Linked DNA regions of Canis lupus: region 2 is linked to region 1. Evidence: chromatin contacts called from public Hi-C data. All regions are on one chromosome and are shown on one strand. The core of a region is the stretch at or near the end of the contact, and the rest is flanking DNA. Distances in the headings are between cores, read along the strand shown.

The links. Hi-C and Micro-C count contacts between places; a contact is called where the count stands out from the background.
Region 2: a Hi-C map of blood shows a contact between it and region 1, with 11 times the contacts expected there. The contact joins the promoter of TNRC6B here to the promoter of MRTFA in region 1. A contact is called at or near these places in 3 of 9 Hi-C or Micro-C datasets (amygdala and blood).

The regions. Positions count from the first base shown.
Region 1 is chr10:25,518,978-25,524,981 of UU_Cfam_GSD_1.0, reverse strand. It overlaps MRTFA (myocardin-related transcription factor A), which reads right to left and starts at 4,519. Exons shown (of 15, transcript XM_038550462.1): 1 at 4,301-4,519.
Region 2 is chr10:26,053,020-26,059,943 of UU_Cfam_GSD_1.0, reverse strand. It overlaps TNRC6B (trinucleotide repeat-containing gene 6B protein), which reads left to right and starts at 4,824. Exons shown (of 25, transcript XM_038550487.1): 1 at 4,824-5,047.

The DNA.
Region 1 (6,004 bases), core at 3,270-5,769:
TGAATCCTTCCTTCCCCTCCCCCAGCACTTTGCACCTTCTTCCAACACTTTTTCTGTTCTATGCTACCACTGTGGTAGCCAGCCTCCAAGATGGCCCCTAAGGATCCTCACCTCCTCTATTCATACCCCTGTATAATCCCTTCCCACGATGTGTGACCAATAGTATAATGGAGAAATGATGGTATGTGACTTCTGAAGCTAGATCAAAAAAAAACAACAACAACACAACTTGGTCTCTTGGATTATTTGCTCTGGGAAAAGTCAGCTGCCATGCACTGAGGGCATTCAAGTAGTTCTACGGAGAAGCCCATACTAAGAGAGACCTCCCACCAATAGCCTACAGCAACTTGTCAGCAATCTGAGTAGCCACCTTAAGAGGATCCACCAGCCTGTCTTCAGATGACTGCAACTCTAGATGACATATCACCACTGCAATCCCTTGAGAGGTCCTGAGCCTGAACCACTGCTCAAGCTGCTCCCAAATTCTTGGCTCACAGAAACCGTGAGAGATGATGTTTACTGTTATCTTAAGCACTAAGTTTTAGAGTAACATGTTATACAATAATAGGCAACACACCTAACAGTCTCTAAAACTCTAAGTTCCTTAAGAGCAGAAATTTGATTCACAAAATTTGTTAAAGCCTTAGAATTAAACAGTACTTATATATAATGGTGCAGTGGGCCATTCCCTTTATTCAATGTTCCTTTTCTTCCAATGTATAAGCGTTTATTAATACCTATATGGTATATGCCTGTACCACTTCATCTATAACCTGTCAGTGTCCTCCCTCTTTTCTTTCAAGACCTTCTGAAATATAACCTCCTGACCAAAGATTTTTTTTCAGCAGACGAAAATGTTCTTTTTTTTTTTTTAATTTTTATTTATTTATTTATTTATGATAGTCACACAGAGAGAGAGAGAGAGGCAGAGACGCAGGCAGAGGGAGAAGCAGGCTCCATGCACCAGGAGCCCGACGTGGGATTCGATCCCGGGTCTTCAGGATCGCGCCCTGGGCCAAAGGCAGGCGCTAAACCACTGCGCCACCCAGGGATCCCCGACGAAAATGTTCTTAAATCAATTCTATCAACCTTAGTATTTACATAAACATGCAACTCACTGTAAATATGTATTTATTCATATTCACCTTTTAGTCAACAAATATTTACTGAGTATCTGCTATGTCCCAAGAATTGCTCTTGAGCTAACAGAATAAAAGAAACAAATTGCCTTTGTGGAGTTTACCGTTCATAGTGGGTTCTCTAAATATAAAAACCTCTGTTATTAGGACTTCAAAATTCTAATTGCCCTTTCAAAAAAATTCATTATTCACAACCATTTTACCTCTTTCCTTTTCTATTTCATTGGCCATCCTTTTCTTTATACACTTAAATATTTAAGCTATGGCCTCAAGAAAAGTCCATATCTGTTTAATAGCTTTGTTAAGTGCCCCATATAGAATCTGTATATGTCAATGTCTTCCATTAAATGTTTCCATGAACCACTTCTTAGAAAATATCACCACACTTATAAACATAAATACCACTTGATAGCCTTTATTATACACGTTTTAGCAACTCTAAATCAAATATGAACATTTATTTCACAGAAAGTAATTTGTAATTTATGTAGTAATATGACATATATATGTCATATATATATAGCTGGAACAGTCTCACCTCGTTTATTTCTGTACTGTTAAAAGGAAATGAGCATACATACTTTTAAATCAGAAATTCAAGTCCTGGCTCTATCACTAACTGTGCAACCCTTAGACAAATTATTTAACTATGCTGAGCCTCAGTCTTCCTATCCTAAAGTGGAGGTAATACCTGCCTCATAGGGTCGTTGTGAGAATTAAGTGGTAATATTAAAAGCCTAACTTAATGCCTATTATATAATGGGCATCAAGAAATGTCAGTTTCCTTCCACTTCCCTAGGGCTTATACCTGCAGTCAGAAGATCTATCAAGAAATATTTCCAAAAAAAAAAGAAAGAAAGAAAAAAATCTTTCCAAGCTCAGTTACTTCTGTTTGGAATGATCTTCCTCTCCTTCATCTAATGAGTTAAGGATCAGCTCAAATGCCATCTTCTCTTTGAAGTGAAAAGGAAAAGCTCCCTTGACCCTCCCATACAGTTCTAGAGTTTATTTCAGTGTGTTACAATTATCTGTCACTTTCTGCCTCTCCCACTAGATAGACTGTGAGCTCATATGAGCAGAGACTATACCTCACTTACCCTGATAAACTCGGCTTTTAGAAAAACAGCTGGTGGAGGACCTGGGTAGCTCAATCAGTTAAGTGTCTGCCTTTGACTTAGGTCATGATCTCAGGTCCTGGGATCAAATCCAGCCCAGTATTGGGCTCTCTGCTCAACAGGAAGTCGGCTTCGCCCTCTCCCTCTGTGCTCTTTCTCACTCTCAAAGAAATCCTTTTTTTTTTTTTTTTTTTAAGATTTTATTCATTTATTCATGAGAGACACACAGAAAGAGGCAGAGACACAGGCAGAGGGAGAAGCAGGCTCCATGCAGGGAGCCCAATGCCGGACTCAATCCCGGGACTCCAGGATCACGCCCTGAGCCAAAGGCAGACACTTAACCGCTGAGCCACCCAGGCATCCTTCAAATAAATAAATCTTAAAAAAAAAGAAAAATACCTGGCATGTTATAGGCAAGGAACAAGTTTACTGAATGAATAAATGAATGAAGTCATTACTTAAATAGTACCCAAATGTACTGAGTGACCCAAACTTTATGGTTTTGCCCTTTATGGGCTGAGATGCTGTTTCATACTTCTTTTGAATCCCTTCCTCATAGCAGTCAGTAGAGGACTAAAGGATGTGGAAAGTCTGCAATAAATACTTTTGGATTATGGGATACATCTTACTCTTCCATCTCATGATTTTACACCAAATAAAAAACTTAACCAAAGAGATGTGACTTGTGGAAGCCTTTCTAAACAGGGTCTCTTCCTAACAGTTACTGGCAAAGAACTGAAGCCAATACTAGAACAGACTATAGTCAGTTTTTCTTTGCACGGGCTTTTGAAAAAAGCAGTAATGGTCTGCCTCTTTTAAAATCATTTCACTAATTAACTATCATAAAGCTCTTTGATTCACTATGAAAAATGCAAATGACATTAAGCAAAACTTAATTTAATAACTTTTAGCCAAGGGTTCCCCACCCTGCAGTCCCAGGGCCATGTGCCAGCTGGCTGTACCACCTCACTCCTGGGAGGTGGCTGCTTTTCAACAGTAAAACTGCTTAAGTGAAATTTGTGGAGTTTTCGGGGTCCTCTAATATGAAATACATGAATTTCACTTTTTACTAAAAATAGTATGTCACGAGTTTTGGCTTCAGGTAGAAAAGATCTTGAAAAGATCTCAAAAGTTGGCAAGCTGGGAACATTTCAGACTTCTTACAAACTTCAATGTGAAAACACAAGAAGCTAGGTGTAATCTCATTATTATTTTTAAGTGACATCTTTCATATTCCTGTATACACATACCTCATGCCCAGTACAGCTGAGTGTCCACCAAACTGCCTTTTTGTTACGCTATATAATAGTGAGAAAACAGAGATCCGGACAAAGCCAATTTGGGCCGGTGCTTGAATACAAACCGATCTACCCGTCGTTCTCAACTCACAATGATCCCATGTAGTAGGTCTTATGCCCATTTTCCTGATGAGGAAACCGAAGCCCAAGATTACAAAGCCGGCGAAGGGCAGCTTGGCGAACCTGATCTGAAAGCTCCAGCCCAAGCTACTACAGAGTATCAGTGCTTTCCTACGGCACCGGCCAGAGTGGGAGGTGGAATCAAAGCGTCCTGACACTTTCTTAGAGGGTCAAGTTCTTGGCCGTCAAGTTTCAAATCGGCCAGAGCCCTTACACCTGGCGGCATTCAGGTGGCCGACACAGGCATCAATCAACAAGTCCAGGTGAGGCTCCCTCGCCAGGGAATCCTAGGATTGCACATGGATCCGAAGGGTCTGCACAAGACCCCAGGACCCTGCGGTCAAAACACACCCGGGCGCAAAGGGTGCGGGACCGCCCTCATCCCCTCACCGGCGCTGCCAGGCAAGGCGGCTCACAGGTGCACGGCCGCGCCCCGCGACGCCCGCCGCGGCTGGGGGACCCGGCCGGGAGGCGAGGGGCGGGCGAGCTGAGCGGCGACGGGGTAGGGGCCGAGCGGCGACGCCCGCGCAGACACACCCCGAGGGCGCGCGGCGGGGTCGCGAGGAGAAAGGATGCTCGGGGCGGGGCCGCGGTGGGGGAGGGGCTCCCTGCCCGGACTCTCACTCACCGCCTCGCGCTCCTCCCGGCCAGAGCTCCGCGGCGGTCCCCCTCCGGCTCTCGCCGCGCGTCTCCCCTCCCGAGGCTCAACGTCTCGCCAGTGCGCACGGAGCTGAGGAGAAGTCTGCACGAGAGGAGGGTGTGTGGCGAGCGGAGCCGAGGGGGTGGGGAGGATGGAACGGTCGCTCTCGCCGCCGCCTCGGACACCACAGACACGGCCGCCGCCGGCTCCTCTCAGCCACGGAAGCTGCGGCCCCTCCCACCACACCCGCCTCCCGCCTCCCACACCGCCTGCTGGAAGAGTGACGGCGGCGCTGGCCAATCAGAGGCCTTGCGGAGGCTGGGACGGTAGAACTAAAGGGAGGGCGGGAAGGGAGGGGTACGGAGGCGGTGAGGACGGCGGCGGGACTTCCTGTGACTGACGGCCAGGCGCAGCCAATGGGCAGCGAGAAGATGACCTCATCGCCAAGGGAAGTCTGGAACTGGCGGAGCAGCGGCTGGGAGGTGGGAGGAGGTCGGCGACGAGCCGGAGGCGGGGCGCCGGGGCCTTAAAGAGACCGAAGCCCATTGGTCACCCCGCCGAGGGAAGGGCGGCGGACCGGCTGGACTTCGCCAAGTTGCCAAGGGGTCAATGCCGCGAGCCCTTAACTGCATTAATCCTCCTGACCCAACCCGATCCTTCTAGGGGCTAAAGGGTCCTCGCCTGGGGCTCGTAAGTTGATTACTTCACTTTCACGCTTCCCCAGAGGAGGCACAGTAAATTCCACATTGGCCCGGAGCCCTGAATTCCCGTTACAGCCCCCGCCCCACCGAGGCCCGTCGCCTCGTTTCTCTGAGTCAGTTTCCCCTAGGGGAAAAGGGAGGATATTAACACCTACCCACTTCTCCCTACCTGCCTAGAAGGTTGAGATCATCAACAGCAAAAGTGCTTTGGGCCTCGGGAAGAAAAGGCGCTGAATGAACCCAAAAGCTTCTCCCAGGGGACTCCAGGAAGCACATCTGTAAAAGGGAAGGTGTCACTAGGTGACTCCCGACGACTCTTGCAATTGCAAAATTCTAAAATGCTGATGTCCTACTCTTTCTGGCATCCTCTCCTGTAGCAAAGGGGGCGGGGGGCATGCACGCATGTGCACGCGTGGGTCTCCTGCATTAGGCGCGGAGGCCACACACGGACCCGGTTGGCTTCAACAAGGAGAAAGCAGACTTAAGGGAGAGAGAAACAAGTAAAGCGAGATCTGCGGTGGGAAGTGCCTTGGTGCCGGCAGGCCATTTGCTCCCTCTCCTCCCGCAATGGGAGGGAGTCCAGAAAAGGAGAAATAACTCCAACTTGGCGGGTGGAAAAGAGGGGGGAAGTGCTTTCCCGAAAGCTTCCTCGGGATGGTGTCGCCTGGCAGGGTTGGAAGGAGGAGTAACAGTAGCTAGAGGAAGAAGGGAGCTAAGTAAGACGTTCTTCCAGGTTCCGGGAGGAGCAGCCAGGCCAAGGCCCAAAGATTGAGAGGGACAACTCAATGTTCCAGAGTGAATTCTTACTATGATCCCCTGCTCTCCCCCAGATCTCCCATGACCATGACGGCCTGTTGGTCTGTCAGAGAGAATGCCTCCTTTTCGTCTCCAGCCGACAGCTGCAAAAGCCAAAGTGGCCCTGGATATTCCCAATTATTTATCTGTAAGTCAGCTTCAAGTTTAGCGCAAGGTGCTGCTGGGCACAGAATCT
Region 2 (6,924 bases), core at 3,575-6,074, 530 kb before region 1:
CCAGTGGAGACAGCTTCAGGTCGTTACTTAAGAAGCTGAGTAAAGGAAATGGAGGGGAAAGGGCAGGAAGAAAGGAGGCTGCTTTGGAGTGGGTGGGAGGAGAGCCAGTTCCCAACTGGGATGCGGAGGAAGGACCACCGGAGGCAATACGTTAGCCAGGAAGAGGCGCACCTCTTTCCCCGAGTCTGTAGGAGAAACGAGCCCAGCCTGGAGTGGAGCGAAGGAAGGCTCTGAGGGCAACTGCTCCTTTGGAGGCCGGGTGTCTCCCCAGCTGCCCTATGGCATTCTCGATGTGGACATCTCGGGCAACACAGCAGCGAAGAGAACTTACTCATTGGAGTCAGACTGTCTGGGTTCAGCTCTGAGGTTATTACCTTTGGTGACCTGGGCAAATTTGTTAGTAACCAGTGCCTCAGTTTCCCTCTCTGGAAACTGGGGTTAACCAGGGTTGTGAAGATGAGCTGCCTTGATCCGGGTAGAGCCCTCAGTGTAGTGTCTGACACATAGTAAGCAGGTGTGTGTGAGAGGGTAGTTATTATTAACAGCCACTTCTGGTTCTCCTGCGAGCCTCCTGTGGGTCTAACGTTGGCCAGCAAACAGGAGGAGTCTGGTGTTCGTTGCTTCACAGGGAGCTTTTCAGGAAGTGTGGTCATAAGAAGAAAGATGATTTAGAAGTGGCATAGCGTCGGTCACAAGAGCTTTGTTCCACAATAAATGCTACCTGACATGTAATAAATACTTATAAGCATGTCCCCTATAATCAGCACCCTTTAGAAAGTTCCCCTACCCCACTGCTCTTGGCCTTGGCTCTGGCCATACCCACTACCCCAGTGAGCAGTATCAGCTGTCAGCAGGCTTCTTGTTTTTTTGGATTAGGTTCCTTTACAGGGATCTTCCCATGGTTATACGATTAGAGAATTGCAGAATGCTTTATAAACACTTCCAAATATCTCATAGCAATGAGAGGCCAGTGCAAAGGGTGGACAGAGTTCTTCTGTGTCACAGAAATCAGAGTTGGAGCATATCCAGCTGGCTATGTCACCCCGAGCTTGTGGGTCATTGCAGAATCGTTCACAGAAATTCCCGTTGCATTGGATTTTGTCCAGGCCCATGCAATATGTTCAGGGATCACAGAGCAATCTCTCAAGGGAAAAGAGGAAGGCCTGTTGCTTGGAATGGCTTAGAGCACTTTTGGTAGCCATCCAAGGCAGCTATCACTCATTAAATCTGCCTTCTCTTCCAGCAAAAAGCCAACTGTATAGAACCCTACATATAGAGCTCTAAGAATAGTAGAGCACTCCAAGAACATACTGCACTTGGCCTAAATACAATTGTGCAGGGCTTAACGAGCTTTTTTACTCTCAAAGCTGGGTGAGTTGGAACAAACAAACAAAAAATATTTTCCCCAAGTAGCATGCAGAGAAGGAACGAGAAACAGCAAAGAAGAGCACCTTAGCACATTCTTCTTTGACCTGGGCTGCCTTTTCAGGGTACAGATTGACTCTGCAACCACCAAAGCATACCCATAAGCCCTAAGGCAGTGGGCACAGCAGATTCCCCCGCCCCCATTCATTGACTTTACACTAGCCTGAACAAGCCCCAGAGTCCTGTAACGGTGGTAATTTGTCATTTGCTGTAACAGGAATTTGAAGCCATCATCTTCTACAATAAACATTTGGTTGATTTATTGGCCTCCATCCCATAAGTATAGAAAGTGAGGACAGGTTCCACCCAAAGCTGCAGTTTTGAGCAATGAGAGCTCTCAGAGTGCACATGTTAAACCACACCCCACTATTTGTGGGAAGAAGAAATCCACATGTGTGTCTATTCATGAGTCTGGGAAGATACTCTCTTTAACAGGAGTTGGCTCTAGTAGGGATTTAGGAGAGCTTATATTCTCTACTTTAAAACTTTCTATACTGTCCGAAATCTTTACTCGGTGTTACTTTTATTATTGGAAAAACAGTAATCTTATTTGAAAATTATTTTCCTATTCTCAAGTGGGCAAACACGACAGGGTTTCCAGCTTCCTGTTTTCTCCTGGGGAGGGAAAATACAATGAGGTGAAGGCTCTCACAAAGATTATAGGAAAAACAGGCTTTGGCCATTCCTGGATAGTCCTCTGTTGCTCCCTGCCCACAGAGAACAAATATTACAGGTCACCACATGTCATCAGCCTCTTGGCCAGCTAACTGCATTTCACCCCTTAGTTCTCCTTGTAGATGTCACTTCTGGGAAGCCATTTCTGTCCTGCCAAGCTTGAGTCCTATATTCTTCCTGTGTTCTTCCAAGCCATCTGCACTGTGATGATCTTTACCTTTTGGCCAACCCCACCAGACTGGAGGTCCCTGAAGTCAGAGGTTTTATTCATCTGTGTAGCCCTTGTACCTTAGGAAAGTGCTGACAGACTCAATAAACATTTACTGAATAATTATTTGTTTGGGGACCTTTATAATCAGAACAATATAAAGATGAAAAAGAAACCATTTCTTTTTTTAAAAAATATTTTATTTATTCATTCATGACAGAGAGAGAGAGGGAGGCAGAGACATAGGCAGAGGGAGAAACAAGCTCCCTGCAGGGACCCCGATGTGGGTTTCGATCTCTGGACCAAGGATCATGCCCTGAACCAAAGACAGATACTCAACCACTGAGACACCCAGGTGTCCCAGAAACCATTTGTTTTCAAGGAACATACAACTAAGTTGGGGCACACAGATGTGTCCAACAATTAACTATAAAACCAAGCACTGATTTATGGGTTAAAAGAGTTACAAAGAACCAATGTGAAGATAAGGAAGGTCTTGAATCCTGAACAGTGTCTTCTGGTTCAGAAGCCCCATATTGGAATGCTGGTATGGGGTATGTGCCCGTAGTTATAAGGATTCAGGTTCTTTAGGACATTTAATTAGAATTTAACTCATGATCTTTCTTTTCTGTCCTTCTGCTGGCAGTTACCCTAGGAATACCTGCCATTTAATCTTAATTGATGTTTGTGAAATGCCTTGTCTTCCTCTGCTGAAAGTCTGTTCAGTGTTGAGCATTACAGTGTTACAGTGGTTGTTTTATTACTAAAGCAGTGCCAACGAGGTTACACAACAGCTTGGATCAGGAAGTAAAACAAGGGCGGTGATCCTACTGAAGCTACAGGGGATGGGGATTTGGGATGGTAAAATGTTAATTACCCGAGACGGAATGTGGGCTGGAGTCCAGAGCTGTGCTCCTGGAGATCATTTCTGTCCCAGAGGCTGGGGCTGGCTCTTTGGCAGTGGGTCCTTAGCATCCTGCCCTCCCCTGGCTGGAATGTTGGATTCACTTCTCTGAAAGCTGCCACAGAGAATCTAGTGGCGAGGAGCCAGAAGCACACGTCTTGCACTGCATCAGGGGCCACTCTGGAAGCTTCCCAGGAGCTGAAGGGCTGTTCCATTTGCATGTGATAAATTATTTATCTCTAAAGCAATTTATTCTTTATCTCTCTTTAAACTCTCCTTCTCCTTGTTTCTGGCTCTCGAAGTCTCTCTCTCTCTCTCTCTCTCTCTCTCTCTCTCTCTCTCTCTCTCCAAAGAGGGAGCTGGAAGATAGATGAGGGAGGGTTGAGGAGGTAGGCTTGGCACACAAGGATGGTAGAAATGTTCATTTATAAAGCTGAGAAAATAAACACAGAAGTAGATGGGCTTCTGGTCGGGAAACACCAAGATGGTTTACTTTAGGGTGGGGAGGAACGGGTGCCAGGGAGAAGGCGGTGGCGGCAGTAACAACCTCTCCGTAACTTTAGTCTCCCACAATGTCACCTCCAGAGACTGACGGGGGAACTTGCTTTCGGAATGAAACGTTTTTAAGACGTTGTGTTGGCAGGCAGGTAAGATGCGGGACGAAGGGAGAGGCGCCAGTGAAAAAGAGCGAAGGCTCTGGAACCAGCCTCCTAAGACCAGTGCCAGGTTCACCAATTACTTTCTATCTAGGTGACCTTGGGCAAGTGTCCTAATTCTCTTTAGAGCCTTCGTTTCTATCTGTAAAATTCAGAGAATGTAAAACCCACAGGTTCAAACAGATAATCCCTGTAAAGGACTGAGGACAGTCGTTGGCACAAAGGAGGCACAAAATAAACGACAGTCAGTATCATCGTCAGCTGCGGGCCAAACGACCGGAGTCCCCCAAACTCCCAAGCAAACAATTACCCGGAGCACGGAGCATCCAGGTCTGACTGACGCGCCTCCCGGCCCAATAAGGTACCGGGAAAGAACTCTGTGGAGTCGAACCAATGGCACCAGTCCTTGTTGTTGGACGGGGCTTCTGGCCGTTCCGCCAATAGCTTGAAGATGTGACTAAGGACTGACGTTCTGACGGTCCAATGACGCACAACCAGCCCACACTCAGCACTTCGAAGGGGATAAATCAAGGAGCCGGCGCGTATAGATTCCGTTATTAGGCAATACTGGATGGAGAGAGGAGCTCAGGGGAGACAGCGCGAGGGCGAGGCACCCATGAGCTAAAAAAAGAAAAAAGACGATGGTTGCGCCAAGTGAGCTCGGCCGCCATCATGCTCTAGTTTCCCCTTCGCCTCTCCGGGTCCGCGACCAAGGAAGCGGCCTCTGGGATGCTGAGGGGGTGTGTCCCCGAATGATTGGCGCAGGCGGCTCAGCCAATCCTAGCTCGTCAAACGGGAAGCGCTTGGCCAATGAGGGGCGACGGCAGCGGCGAGGACTCGGAGGGGCGGAACAGCAGCTTGATGGGCACAAGCGCCAGCCAGTGAGAGCCGGAAGCATCCTCCCTGCGGCCAATGGAGTGGGGCTCTGGGCGGGCCCCCGAGTGTTTGTGTTGTGGTTTTGGGGGAGGGAGGCGGAGGGGAAAGTTTGTTTATTTTGTTTTTAGTTTCTGGGGTCCCCGTGTTTCTGGGAGGTGAAGAGGGAGGGAGTGACCCCCCCGCGCCCCCTCAGTCCCCCTACTACGTCGCCTCCATAGCCTGCGGAGAAGCGGGGACCGCGCGCATCGCAGCGCATCGCCTCACAGCGGAACGCCGCGCACTCGGAGCCGGCGCGGCTCGGCGGTGAGTGAGGACCGACGGCCACTGCCGCCCTTCCCCTCCCCCGCGCACCGCCCAGTCCGAGCGGGGCGGCCGGGTGGGCGAGGACGCCCGCGGGAGCGCGCGGCGCGGGCCGGCCTGTCAAGCTGAGGCGCAGCGTGTGCGTGTCCTCGCGAGTGAGCGCGCGCGGCGGGGACAGGGCCGGAGGGGGCGGGAGCGCGCGCGGGCCCCGGCGGGGGCGGGGGCGGCGGCAGCGGCGGCGGCGGCGGCGTGGAGCTCGCGCTCCGTGGGGGCGGGCGTGCGGTGGGTTTGACCCCGGGTCGGGGAGGGACGCGGGCGACGTCCCGCGCGCAGGGCAGGGGCGCCCCGAATGGCGGGGCCGGCGGGCGGGCGCGCGCGGCTCTGGGCGTCACGCGCCGGCAGGTGTGAGCTGGGGGAGGGCTTCCGGGTGGGCTGGTCGAGTCGGGTTCGCTTCCCGTCGCTGGGCGGGGGGGCGCCTCCAGGGCGGGGAGGGGCTCCCCGTGGCGGCGGAGAGCGGGGGGCCCTCGGAGGCGCGTCGGGCCCCCTGCCTGGCTGGGGGGCAGGTAGACGGAGGCGTCAGGCCCCCGAGCGCCCCGGTGGCTGCCTGCGCGGCACCGCGGGACCTGCGTGGCAGCGTGGACGCGTTCCCCTGATTAATCCGGGCCGGGGAAGGGGGTGTCGCGCCCCTCATCCCAGAGCCCTGCGGCGTGGCCACCTTCGAGAGGCTGTCCAGGCTTTCCACGAGGAAATGGGACGAGCCGGCGCCAGGAGTGTTTCCTGTCTCCCCCTGAGTTGGCATCCCTTGGGTCCAAACCAGTGGGTTTGTCAGCCCACGGGGGGCCAGATACCCCAAAGTGGCCGAGGTCGCCCCGTAACCGTAGCTGCTTGTTGGGCATCTTAAGTAAGGACCAGCCCATCCTCAGTTCTCTAGGCAGAGTGTGCCGACCTCGGTCTCAAGATTCCTTGCTTCTTCGTGGATCCTTTGGCTGTTTTATTACTCTTTAGCATCTATGCTAGAAATTGTGCGAGGAATAAGACGAATTTCAAGTTGGTCATTTGTATTACAGTCTAAGCGAAATTATGCAACAAAATTGGCGAGAGGTATTTCTCCATAGTGAATAAAACGTCATTGGTTGCCTCCCCGCACCCCAGGAGTTAAGCGTATAGAAAGAAGGTGTATAAAAATCTCGCATCTTAGCATTTTGTGAAAGTTTAACAATAGAGGCTATTTCCTTCATAGTTGTGGGGACTTTCAATGGACCATAGCTTCCTGTTGATTTGGAGAAGCATCAATGATCTTGGCTTTGAGAATATATTTATTGTTTTGGTAATGTTATGTAAATGCCTCTCTAAAGACAGAACTTTTAGCACGTTGGTTTGCACCTCTACAGCGTGCTGTATCGCTGTGGGTAGGTAGTGAGAGGGATATGAATGTAGTAGGTCCCTACATTAAGGAATCCAGAACACAAATCAGACTGGCTTGGCCCGCTTGGGACAGACACAGCAATGATGATAATGCTGCCTTTATATTTTCTTGGTTCTTGGCCTTCTCTGAGTGCTTGTCCCAAACATCAGCATTTGAGCAGAATAGTTTGTGATAGGATTTAAGAAGAAGAAATTACCAAGCTGCATTTCTGAGGTAGCATATCAATGCCATGCCTTTGAAAAAATATTTTTTTTTCTTCATTCAGATAGAAGCACTTAAAAGTGTTTTAAGTCAGAGCAATACCATTTGTTGAAACGATAGTAATAATGTTAACTGACATTTACTGCATGCATCTCACATGCCAGCCTCTATGTATTTTTTCCTAATCCTTACCGGAAGCCTGTCACATAGGTGTCATTACTGTTTTCTGGATAAGAAAAAGACCCTCTAAGAG